Regions from separate parts of the Mus musculus genome. Here region 2 is linked to region 1. The links are chromatin contacts, called in public Hi-C maps. All regions are on one chromosome and are shown on one strand. Each heading gives the region's core, a stretch centred on a gene start, on an enhancer-like site or on the middle of the called end of the contact. The rest is flanking DNA. Distances are from core to core; before and after follow the strand shown.

Region 1 (6,073 bases), core at 2,868-5,367:
AGCATCTCACCCAAGCCTGAGCAGAGAGCCGTCCTCTGCCTGAGTAGAATCTGCCAGGCATTCTTACAGGCAAAGGCCTGCAGTACTAATCTACCATGAAGAACTGGAAGCTCATGCCGCCACAGGAAGTGGAAGACAGCTGGCCTCAGCCTCAGCCATGTAGGCCTCCTGCTCCAGTCCTGCCTCAGCAGGTGAAGTGGGGGCAGCATCTATGGCACAAAGATCCCTTGTAACCGAAGGTGAAAGGAGGCAGGAGGAGGGTCTGAGGCTGTCCTGTGGACACGGGATCGTGCTGTCCACCTGAGGGTTCGGCTCAGTGGGGGCTACTTTTCCAGTCAACCAGATCACTTCATGAGTCAGCAGAACTGGGCCCTGGGTCCAGCAGGGAGGCAGGATCAGGCAGGCAGGATGGCATATAGCTCATGGGCTGTGACAAGGGATATGACAGCAATGAGAGTAGGTGGTGTGATTTCCTGTCTCCTGCAGGAAAGGCCATTAACCTTTTAGATGACAGCCCTGGGACCTGAATGATGAACCATTTTTGAGGTCAGCAGGATCGATGTTCTCAAAACCTGACACCGACATGCAAAAGTTGTGACTGAATCCTGGTGTCCCCGAGAGGAAGACTAAGTAAGTGCGTGTGACAGATCTTCTGCCACCAAAATGCCCCATTTCCCAGGGTATCTGTCACAGACTGATAATATCCATGTAAAAAGTTAAGTATAATTATGTCTGTCACTGAGAAACATACTTTGGAAACTGTGACTGACAACATTCTGGTAGCTCACAAGTCACTGGGACAGCCCCCAAGGCCCTCTAAGCACCAAGTACCACAACATAGAGAGGCAAGCTTGCCTGACACCTGGGGATGGCTCCCAGCAGGCTGCACCTGGAGGGAGGATGTTGTGACCGAAACAGGGATGCACTTTGTAGGGCAGAGCACAGCCACTGAGCGCATGTGTTCCAGTTTCTAGGTGCCCTCATTCACCACTGCATTAGTATGTCCAGGATTCTGGGGTCCATTCTGGGGTCACACAGTAACTGTTGCTTACACAAGCCAGCACTGGTCTGAGACATGGTGCCAGCACCACTGAGGCCTGGGCATTGGGCAAGGCCTGCCTGTACCCACCTCAGAGATGTGCCACGGTGGCAGCTTCCCTCCAACTGGAGCCTCAGTCACTACCACCAGCACTGGAGAGGAAGAGGTGGTGTGGGTGGACTCTGGAGCAGGCCTTACTGACCAACGCTCACCCTGAGCCCTCCTGACACACGGCAAGGTGTCTGCTGAACCTGAATTTCTAAGAAAGGGTGTTTGATGCTTGGTTTTAATTTGTCAACTTGACACAATCTAGAAGGGAGGAGAGCCCCAGTGAAGAGCTGTCTAAATCAGATTGGCCTGTGTGCATATTTATGGGGAATTACCTGGAGAATGTTAATTGTTAATTGATGTTACAAGACCCAGCACCAAAGTGGGCGGTAGCATTCCCTAGGCAGGAGATCTGAAGTGTATACAAGGGGATAAAGCAAGCTGAGCACGAGCATGCCGCATCCACGGTTCTCTGTTCCTGGCTTTGGATGTGATGTGACCTGAGTTCAGGCTGCTCTGACTTCCTGCTATGATGGGCTGTAACCTGGAAAATGAGCTAAAATAAACCCTTTCTCCCCTACACTGTATCTGTCGGGGTGTTTTATCACAGCAACTGGGAACTACACTAGGTCAGGGTAGGAGGTAGATGAGACATTTCTTGATTAAGGCCTGAGAGAGGCTTGAGGTCCTCATTTCTTTTCCTACTGGAACAACATATCCCGGAGGGGCAAGGCTCTCGTGGTCAGCCAGCTCTGCTGCTCTGGAGACCAGTGTGGGTGCAGGGAGGCATTCGACTGAGTAGTTTCTCACTTCAAAGTGTTGGTGGGGGGGGGGGGAGAAAGGGAGGGAGGGAGGAGGTAGACTCCAGCAACTCCCTCCCTCATTGAAGCCCACCTCTCCAGTGTCTAACATTTCCCAATCATCTGTCTAACTGAATCCATCAGTAAATTCCTGATTAACTCAGCACCATCATGATCTAGTTACACAAACACTGACAGTCTCACCCCCAACACTCACTGGAGGCCACCCTCACCATCTGAGCATCTGAGGGACACTTTCCAGCAAACCCTCAGCAGTTGCTCATGACCCCTCAACAGCTCCTTCAAGCCACGGAATCTACTTTTGTGAAGTTTTGTTCTTTTGTTTTTAAAACTCTGCACCTGGGGAGGTGCTCATCTCTAAGCCTAGGCAGGTGGATTTCTGATCTACATAACAAGTTAGGTTATGTAGCTACAGAGAGAGACCCAGTCTCAAAGAGAAAAGAAAGAAACCTTGACTCCCTAATCTGCAGCCTTGCAACTTACCCCTTTCCCTTCACTCACGAATGCCATGCTTTCTCTCTGCTGGCTAGCCATTTAGATGTCTGGAGCCATCTGCCTCTCTATACCCTGCAGTTCAGCAGCTTTTACATAACTGCACTGAACCTGACAGGTGACGCAGCCTGGCCATACACAGCAGGGTGCTTGGTAACAAGCTCTCGATCGGATTGGTTTATCACCACACACATACACAGAGACACACAGACACAAGCACACAGACATAGAGACATACAAACACAGAGACACACACACACACAGATACATACAGACACGGAGACATACACACACAGAGACACACAAACACACACAGACGTACAGAGACACAAACACACAGACAGAGACATACAAACACAGACAGACACAGAGACACACTCAAACACACATATACACACATAGACACGGGCATACACAAATATACAGACACAAACAGATACACACACACACACCTGCACGCACCCACCCTCTGGGCCAGGTCTCCTGATTTGGCCCTATACTGTAGGCCACGTGACCTTAGAGAGGTCCTATTTGTACCACTGCCTCCTACTTCCTGGTTCCCATGGTGCTGTGGCTATGGAGTTCTATCTACAGGATTAATCCTATCCTCTGGCACATCCACTCTCCCTAGTGACTGTGTCATCTGTGGGTTTGGTAAGCACAACTCTGACTCTTATCAGGCTTCTGATTCTACTGCTCAGCAAGCTGGGGTCAGCAGCCCACCAAGCAACACAGGCACATCCATTCAAGCACTCGGGGCTCCTGGCACTCTCAGCCATGGATTCCCGAGGCTTTACAAACCTGAGTTCAGGCAGCTGCAGAAGCTCTCCATTCCAGCAGAGTCACACATGGAGTCCCCATGTATGAGAGGGCATGGGGTGCTCTGTTGTCACACGGAGTCCCCATATGTGAGAGGGCATGGGGGTACTCTGTTGTCACATGTGAGTCCCCATGTGTGAGGGCATGGGGTGCTCTGTTGGAAGACCATTCCATTATTGGTACACGTGCTCTGAGGTGGCAGCCCTGAGCAGAACAGACCCCCTCTTTCAAGGTTGGCCCAGTTGGCTGAGGCCAGCCCAGAGATGGGTAGGGAGATAAATTATGCCCTCAGCCCTTAGGCACCCCATCCTACTGGATACTGTGTGCAACACTAGTGGGTCGGGGATGGATGCTCACTGCCTGGAGGGAGACACAGGTTCCAGGTCCAGGACAAACCAGAGACCTAAGCAGAGTGGGTGAAACTAGGGCTCACTGGACAGAGGGTGAGTTCTGTCAAGACACTTATGTGGCTTCTGACACAAACTCCACTGAACTCAATATCTAATTTGCCGACATCACCAATGAGCATCCTGCCTACCCAGAGATCTCTGTGCAGGAAGGCAAGGGGGAGGGCTCTAGATCAACTTTTACCATGAATACCTTTGCAGCAGTGGAGAGGCCCAGGTGGGAACTGCCTGCTCCTGGGAAAGATGACAAAGGTGACGGCCTGTCACCTGTGAAAAGGTCAGCCAATGCCCCTTTTGTCTAAAGTAAAGTTAGAAATGACAGCTCTCCAGAAAGCTGCTGGGAATGCCTAAATCCAAGCGTTGGCAGAGAACATGTCCTTTGCTTTTGAAACTGACTCCCAGGCTCCTGCCTGCCACCACCTCATCTCCCTCTTGCCTGTGGCTCCCACCCAGCGTGCCTCCTGCCTCCTCCTAGCTGGCCAGTAGAGGGCACCCCATCACCACGCTCCTGGCAGTTACGCTTTGGTGCTTAGATCAGGTGTCCCCACACAAAGACCAGGAAAGTGTTCTGATGTTTGCGGTTTAACGCTCCATGGGAAATTTACGAAATTGCTATATATGCGATGATGTCACCTACATAAAAGTACACAGGGGAAAGAGCTTGAAGGAAATGTAACAAAAGGTTATAAGACTTTCCTCACTGGAAATGGGCTTTGTTTGCCCATTATTTTCTATATTCTGCCAATTTCCCTCAAGCACTCACTGCTCTGTGATAGGGATGGGGAGTCATCTGGAGGGGAAGAACATGGGGTCCTCACTGCTGAAAAGCATGTGTTTTACACTTCACATGTGCGGGGACAGTGAAACCGAGGACTGCTCAGCCAGTGTGAGAGGGGCTCCCCAAGTGACCTGAGCAAGGCAGCCCAGTGGTGGGAGGGGCGGGGGAGGGGTGGGCAAGGCTCAGAATAAGACAGGAATAGGGTGTGTGTGTGTGTGTGTGTGTGTGTGTGTGTGGGTGCTGGGTACCCATCTGACTTAACTCTGGGGCCTGGAGCTGGGAGACAGGTCACCGAGTGGGGGAGGGCATGGTAGTGGGGTGCAGCCTATGGGGGAGAGCAGGGACTTCATGTCACCTTAAAGCCGGCACTCCTTACAGAGTCTCTTACAGCATCTTATAGCATCTTGAAGAAAAAAAGTAAAAAAATCCACACTCAACCCTTCCTTACTTTAATAGAAAATTCAAGTAACTACTGATTCTTTTCTTAAAAAAAAAAACAAAGAATCTGAATAGGAAAAGGATAAAATTCAAGCCAACCCACAAAAGATAAAAACACGAAACCCAGATGACTTAAGAGGCTCCCACAGCATGTGCCGGGCCTGTAAATCAACACCCACCACAGAGGAGCTGGAGACACAGCACCATTTGCATACAGGGGGATCCTCCTGAAAGCCAAAGCCGGCTGACTTAACTCAGCCAAATTAGAATACATTTTATATTGACTATTTTGACATTTGTTTTATTTGGCAAGTAAACAGAACTGATCCAATTTCCTTGCAGCCATTGTAAACCATAAACTGCACCCAGGTCATAAAATACGTAAGTATTATGAGCACTCTGTTGGATTGTGCCACCTTCCAACCCCACCAGCTCCCAGAGTCCTGCTGTGACAGTAGGTGACCTGGCTCTCCTGTGACAGGCAAGCTCAGGACAAGTACCCTCCCTGTCTCCTCCAGGATAGTAAGAGCCCTGTACTTTTAAGGTTTCTGTCAACTCAACATAAGCTAGGGTCAAAAGGAAAGGAAAGAGCCTCAGCTGAGAAAATGCCTCCATCAGATTGGCAAGTGCGGGACGGCCCAGGTCTGTGGGATGGTGCCACCCCTGGGCAGGTGGTCCCGAGTGCTCCAAGGAAGCGGGCTGAGCAAGCCATGGAAAAAGAACACTCCTTCATGGTCCCTGCTTCAGTTTCTGCTCTGTCGTCTTTCAATAATAGACTGTGACTGGGATGTATAAGCCAAATAAACTGTCTTCTCCGGGTTGCTTTTGGTCCATGTTTTTCCACAGCAATTGAAAACAAATTAGAATGGCTTTATTCCATGTGACAGGAATTAGCACCTGCCTGAGGTGATGCCCATTTCTGGGCTCTCCTAGACCACATGTCTTGGGGGAGCTGGCTCTATTTATTCAAGGCAGTTGAGCCCTAAAGGCTCAGTAGTCTCTGCAGCTGACCATGGGCACCAGAGCCTGAGCTGACCCCGCCCAGCACAGATGAGGACCTGAAATGATGCTGGCAGAAGTTATGGTGACCCCCTGACCAATGGCCCAGGACAGAGCCATGATAGCATCACCAGTCAGTGAGGAAGGAAGATGTGCCCACCCCGCGTCATGCCAGCCCCACACTCCTGAGCAGAGACAGACTCAACTGGTCACCTTTAAACACTGCTCCTGG
Region 2 (5,874 bases), core at 2,686-5,185, 290 kb after region 1:
TGGACATGTATCCAAACGGTCACAGTGACCTTGGCCTCTGTTAGCTCATCTGAGAAATGGGGCCAAGTGGAGGGATTGGTCTGAGTACAGGACCACCCAGCATCTAGCCTTGGGTCTCTTGCTTCTATAAAATCCTGTTCTCTTGGTTGTTCTCAACATGATGACAACCTCACAGGCTGGAGAAAGTGAATGGCTTGGGTCCCTATGTCATGCTCTGATCTCCTTCATACCCAGACCAGTCTCTCCTATGCACAATGGTTCTCCCTGAGGTTCTCTGTACAGCCATGACCCCAGAGTCCCACATGGTACCATGGGCAGCTGCCTGTCCCCAGATAGCCAGCATTGCTCCTGCTTCCCTGAAAGCCCAGAAACTGGTGCCCATGCTATGTTGTTCTAAGTGTCTTTAAAGGCACACATGGCAGATCTACTGTCCCTAAACCTTGCCCCCAGTGAGTCAGGGTTTTCCAGAATGAGAATGGGGGACGTGGCCCCCATGGCTTTACCAGGCAGTAGTGCCTGCCACACCCATCTGTGCCCACTTGTGCGTGCACACGTGTGCTCAGCTGAGCATGTGGAAGTGTGTACTTACATGCCCAGTGGTGCCTGATCTCACACTTGGATACATGAAGTGCTTGCTCTTCGTGTGTTCAAACACAGGCTCAGTGCATGTGTGTCTATCTCCACATGGGATCACATTCGTGTGTGTTCTCATGGGCTCCGAATGCTCACAGCCTGGGGTGGCATGGATGTGTGAATACAAGCCAGGGTAGACACCAACACCCACCAGCCTTGTCCAGGCTAGACACCAACATTGGTCTTGTCGATCCACACATTCCACAGCTGAAGTTTAGTGCCATAACTTGCTCACAGTCATTATTTCCAATACACTGCTTTCCTTGAGACCTGCTGCCACCTCTTTGTTTCTTAGCTTTTATTTAAAAGTTCCAGGGCTGACAAGATGGTAACCACGTAGGTAAAAAGCACTTGCCATCAAGTCTGATGGCCTGAATTCAATCACCAGGACCCATATACATATACATTCAGAGATGACTAAAAACAGTTTTTCACACACATACACACACACACACACGAACATGCACACCACCCCGTTTTGAGATGGCTCAGCAGTTAAGAGCATTTATTGATCCAGCAGAGGACTTGGGTTTGGTTCCCAGCACTCACACGGCAACTCAACATCTGATCCCAGTTCCAGGGATCCAATGCCCTCTTCTGACCTCTGCAGGTATCAGACATGAACTTGGTGCACAGACATACATACAGGCAAAACACCCATACAAATAAAATAAATAAATCTTTAAATTTTAGTTCTAGTCCTTAGAATTCAAGGGGACTCATGGTCCACCCCCTCTCCGTTCCTGCCTCCTCCAAAATCTATCTCTATATCCCTGGCTCAGCCAGCAAGACCCGCCCCAGTAGATAATGAAGGACCACACTGAGCCTCGACCATGCACAAGTGCTCTCAGGCCCACCCTGGGTGCTGGGACCACCCCTTAGGAAGAGAGCAGAAGCCAGGAGGCCCAGCTGGTAATGGAGGCACCAGGCCTCTCCTCGGGGGCAGCTGGAGGGGTCCAGGAGTCTCCCTCACACCATCTCATCACTGTAAATAATGCCGAAAATGAGTCGTTTTTAAAGAGTGTCCAGTGGGATTCTGGAGCCTTGTTTTAATTATACAAAACCAGCATGGGTGCTCAGGCAGATGCTGGCGCTAATTGTTTTGAAAGCCGGCCCTCTTGGCTCCTCAGAATGCCCTGTCTGGGCACATTTTGAGCAGTTTTCACAGTCACACAATGAAGTCACTCCCAGACTGGGCAGGTACGGGCGAGACACACCAGAGACCTGCCTTAGGGACCTCTTCCTCCTTGACCTCACCCCTACTCAGTCCAGGCTCTGGCCACCACCCCTCCTCACAACACAATCAGCTGGCAAGATGCTCTGAGGCTGAGAAGATGCTGGGAGGGACACACTGTGAGCACCAGCAGAGGTGAGGGAGGGCACCCTGCTTCACCAGTGCGTCCCCTCTGTGAACCTAGGCCTCCTCCTGCTCTGCCCGCAGACTCTGTAATACCTGATTTATTACCTCTCCTTAGTGGTTGAGGGTCAGAAGGCTCTAAGCCAAGGTCACACCGCTAGGAAACCACAGAGGACCCCAGTCTCAGCTCTACCCTCTTGTGGCTGGAAAGGCAGTAGGGAACAGATGTGCATGCGCCGAGACGTGTAGAGAATGGATGCATAGATGGCCAGACAGACAGACAGACAGAGAGTGGTCCCAGAGGGAGAATCGGGGGAGAAGAAGAGACCATTGGCAAATTGTGCCTTTAATCCAGCCACTACTGTATGGGTTTATAAGAGGCAAATGGACCCCTTCTCAGATACTGGGGTGTGGGGAGCCACAGCATTGTGTGGAGCCCCTCTTTTAAAAAATCAGCCAGAAATTAAACAGGGCTAGCACTGAAGGCATTGAGAGATAAATACAAGAAAAAAGCTACAGAGAACTAGGGACCCACACACACACAAAGGAGAAGGTGGGGACCCAGGGGCAAAGCAGAACAGAATAGGGAGTCGGTGAGCTCAAGGTGGGGTGCCAAGGCTGGTGAGCCCTGCAGAGGGACAGGCCTGGGCCGGAGGAGGTGATGGATGGCGTGCCCATCAATTTCTGAAGGCCAAGGCTCGGAGAGCAGCCGAGTCAGTGAAATTTACATTATTAATCTCTTGTAATAATCTATGACTCAAGCAGGCTGAGAAAATAGCCGCAGCTACGGAGTGACCAGCCTATATAAATAACGGCTCCCCGCTCAATTTAATTGCACTCTGGTGAAAGCCCTCTTCTTGTATCTTTCTAATTACTTTAGTTTCATTAGGTCTAGCAGAGAAAGGGAGAGAAAGAGAGAGAGAGCCGTGAAAAAGAGAGGGAGAGAAAGGGGGAGGGGCAGGGGGAGCGTCGCAACAATGAAAAATTCATATTCCGATTTTTTTTTGTTCTGTGAAATATTTAAATGTTAATAGCCATTCCGTCGTTGACATGCTATCTCACCAGTGTGGAGTTAAACAGAAAATCTATTTAATCTACGGGATCTCATTAAATGGTCGTGGCAAGGCAGTGGCTGGGAAGTAGTCAATAGCCGGGAAAGAGGAGAGGGAGGAGGGGTGGGGGAGGGAAGAAAGAGCTGCTAAGATTCTTTAATTTAATTTATTGTCGTGCATGAGACACCAGGAGAGGCGGGGAGACGCTGGCTCCTGCGCCTCCATTTGAGTGGCTAATGATTAAATGTTTTCCATTGTGCTACAGCTGGTATGTATTATCACAGAGTGAGTGAAAAACAGAAACTCTCAGCAATTTTGACTGCTTTCCAAATATTAGCCCCTTTTAAAGCCATTAAAAGATTATCACTGATTTAACCAAATGTCTGTTTGGAGTATTAACCGCAGTCTGTTCTCCGAATCCCCAGAATGCCTCTCCTCTCTCCTCTCCTCCGATTATCTCATCCACCCAGCAGTATTTAATTTCATTCCCATGAATATGCAATGAATTTAATTTTGAACACTATTTTCATCTGCTCCTGTAATCACAAAAAATGCTGGTGTAATTAGTTTCTAATTACTTGCTTTAATTGTTGTAGTAATCATTTTAATTACCCAAATGCACAGACATCAAACGCTAAAAGGAAAATAATCCTCTCGCACCTCCTACCTTGTCTTTCAGCCTCGGTGTTTGATATCTCGATTTTGACACGGGCAACCTTCACTGAGCCGGGGGTGCTCCGGGGGGCTTCTGGGGCTCAGGGAGGCCGCTCCAAGCCCAGGCCTCAACACAATCTGCTCACAGAAATTTGCATGCCCCCCAAAAAACCATTAAGTTAAAATATACAGTTATTGTACCTTTCTGGGCCGGGCGCCACGCGCGGGCTTATTGCTGAAGCCCAAACCGGCACGAGCAGATGGTAAATCATGAAATTTTATGAAATTATTACGCCGGCGAGGTGTTTTGAATAGGAGCAGCTGTGAAGGAGATGGGACGTTATAAACACTCACAGGTGTTGCCATCTCCTCCTCTGCCAGCCGCAACATAAAAAAAAAATTAAATTATAAACAAACCAGGCAAATGTTGTAATCTCTCTCCTCGACACACTCCTTACAGGGAAATTGCTTAAACTAAGCAAAGAATTCAATTTTAATTTGCATAAAATATTTATCAAGGCTTACGCAAATTTCCGCGCGGCTCCCTTCCTGCCAAGTTGAAAATTGCTCAGACATACAGAGGTGGAATATCGGCATGTGAGGAGACCATTAGGCCAGCCCTCCCGGCCACTCGAGCTGTGCAGACGCCACGTGCCCAGCAGCAGGCCAGGCTCTGCCAATTTGGCCTTTTAATTTTTTTTTTCTTTTTCTTTCGTCCCTTTTTTGCAAACAGATTGTTTTTCTCATTATGTTTTTATATGTACCTAAACTGTTAATTAGGCCCTTAGAAGCGTTTTTATTGGGGCCTAAGTGTAACGGGCTGCTTTGTTCACAGGCCCGCACCTTTCAGCGGCTCCACGAACAGGGGTTTTTTTGCCTCCGTGGCAGTCCAGGGTTACGTGCGGGGAGAAGGGCGCCCTGACCTAGGGAGGATGTTTCAGTTCTCCTGGGTGCTTGCGGATGGTGGCCCCAGAGGAGAAGAGGAAGAGGAGGAAGCTGAGGAAGCAAAGACAGAGTCGCACTTCCTCTGGACTCGGGGCGGCTTCTAAGTCAGGAAGCCCTCCAGGCCGGATTCCAGAAAGCAGGATCTTAGCACTTCACAGTGCAGCCTTGTCTACACCTGCCTGAGGCCTTTATACCTCTTCTACCTCAGAATGTTGAGTCAAGACTGCTGGCAGCCTGGTCCGGCTTCCCAGCCCAGAGGAACCCTCCTTAAAGAAACCCCTCACACACAAACTTTCTTCACAGAGTTTGACACCATCAGGGTGGACCTGTCCCGGAGTTTTAGTGTCTGCTTCCTTTAATAGGATGAGACCCTCATGAGGACAAAGATGCCGATCTGGCTCTGGGTGTGTTCTCTGACAGAGCCTTGCCTGATAGCATGGGGTCTGCGTACAAAAAGGGTAGAGAGGAACCAACCGTCACCAAGCCGGAAGCATCTTTTGTTAGTTAGGGAAGTGCACTGAGCCAGGACTGGGCTACTTGGAGTGTGGCCTTTGACCCTACCACATGGGTCACCTGTGTGTCAAATGAAACACTGATGTCCACACGCCCGGCCTCAGGGGTGCCTCGGCCTTTGCCACCCACATGATAGCCTGTCTTGACCAAAAGCAACCTGGGGGGGAAATGGGTTTATTTTATCTTATAGTTAACAGTCTACCATGAAGGGAACCCAAAGCTGAAACTTGGAGGCAGGAGCTGAGGCTTGCTCTCCATAGCTTGTCCAGTCTGCCTTCTTACAGAACCCAGGACCACCAGCCTAGGGATGGTGCCACCCACAGTGGGCTGGGTCCTCCCCCATTAATCATTACCTGAGAAGATACCTCACAGACTTGGCCATAAACCATTGTAACAGGGGCATTTCGAAAATGATGTTCCCTCTTCCAAGAAGATCCTAGCTGTGTCAAGTTGACAAAAATCCAACCAGCACACCTGCCCTCCTGCAATCAGATACCCAAATGAACTTTAAGCAAATCTAGCCAATCACCACTTGGCTACCCAGGTCCCCCAACAGAGAGGCTGGGTCCCCCACTATATCAAAGTGGCTGATGGAATGGGAGGGGCAGGATCGTCCCTCCGTTTGGAGCAGGATCAATGGGAAGAGTGAATTAAGCATGGTGAATCACTAATAAGGAAATAATCAGGTTTACACTGCACAAACATGTCTCCACATCAGAC

Evidence for each region. A called contact is a pair of places that touch in the nucleus more often than the background predicts.
Region 2: a Hi-C map of cerebellum shows a contact between it and region 1, with 1.7 times the contacts expected there. The contact joins the promoter of C230014O12Rik here to the enhancer-like site in region 1. A contact is called at or near these places in 1 of 39 promoter capture datasets (hippocampal neurons), 2 of 484 Hi-C or Micro-C datasets (the N1E-115 cell line and cerebellum) and 2 of 115 datasets of contacts at active chromatin or transcription factors (astrocytes and differentiating embryonic stem cells).

Annotation. Positions count from the first base shown.
Region 1 is chr2:33,817,719-33,823,791 of GRCm38.p6, forward strand. The region is part of intron 6 of Mvb12b (multivesicular body subunit 12B); the gene reads right to left. Among named protein-coding and RNA genes, the nearest start is that of Nron, 15 kb to the left of the region's middle. Within about 2 kb of position 4,118, at least 28 of the 459 cell types and tissues checked have an H3K27ac peak or open chromatin away from gene starts, as enhancers often do. A contact at or near this core is called in cerebellum and differentiating embryonic stem cells, where this site is marked.
Region 2 is chr2:34,103,800-34,109,673 of GRCm38.p6, forward strand. It overlaps C230014O12Rik (RIKEN cDNA C230014O12 gene), which reads right to left and starts at 3,936. Exons shown (of 4, transcript NR_130173.1): 1 at 3,710-3,936.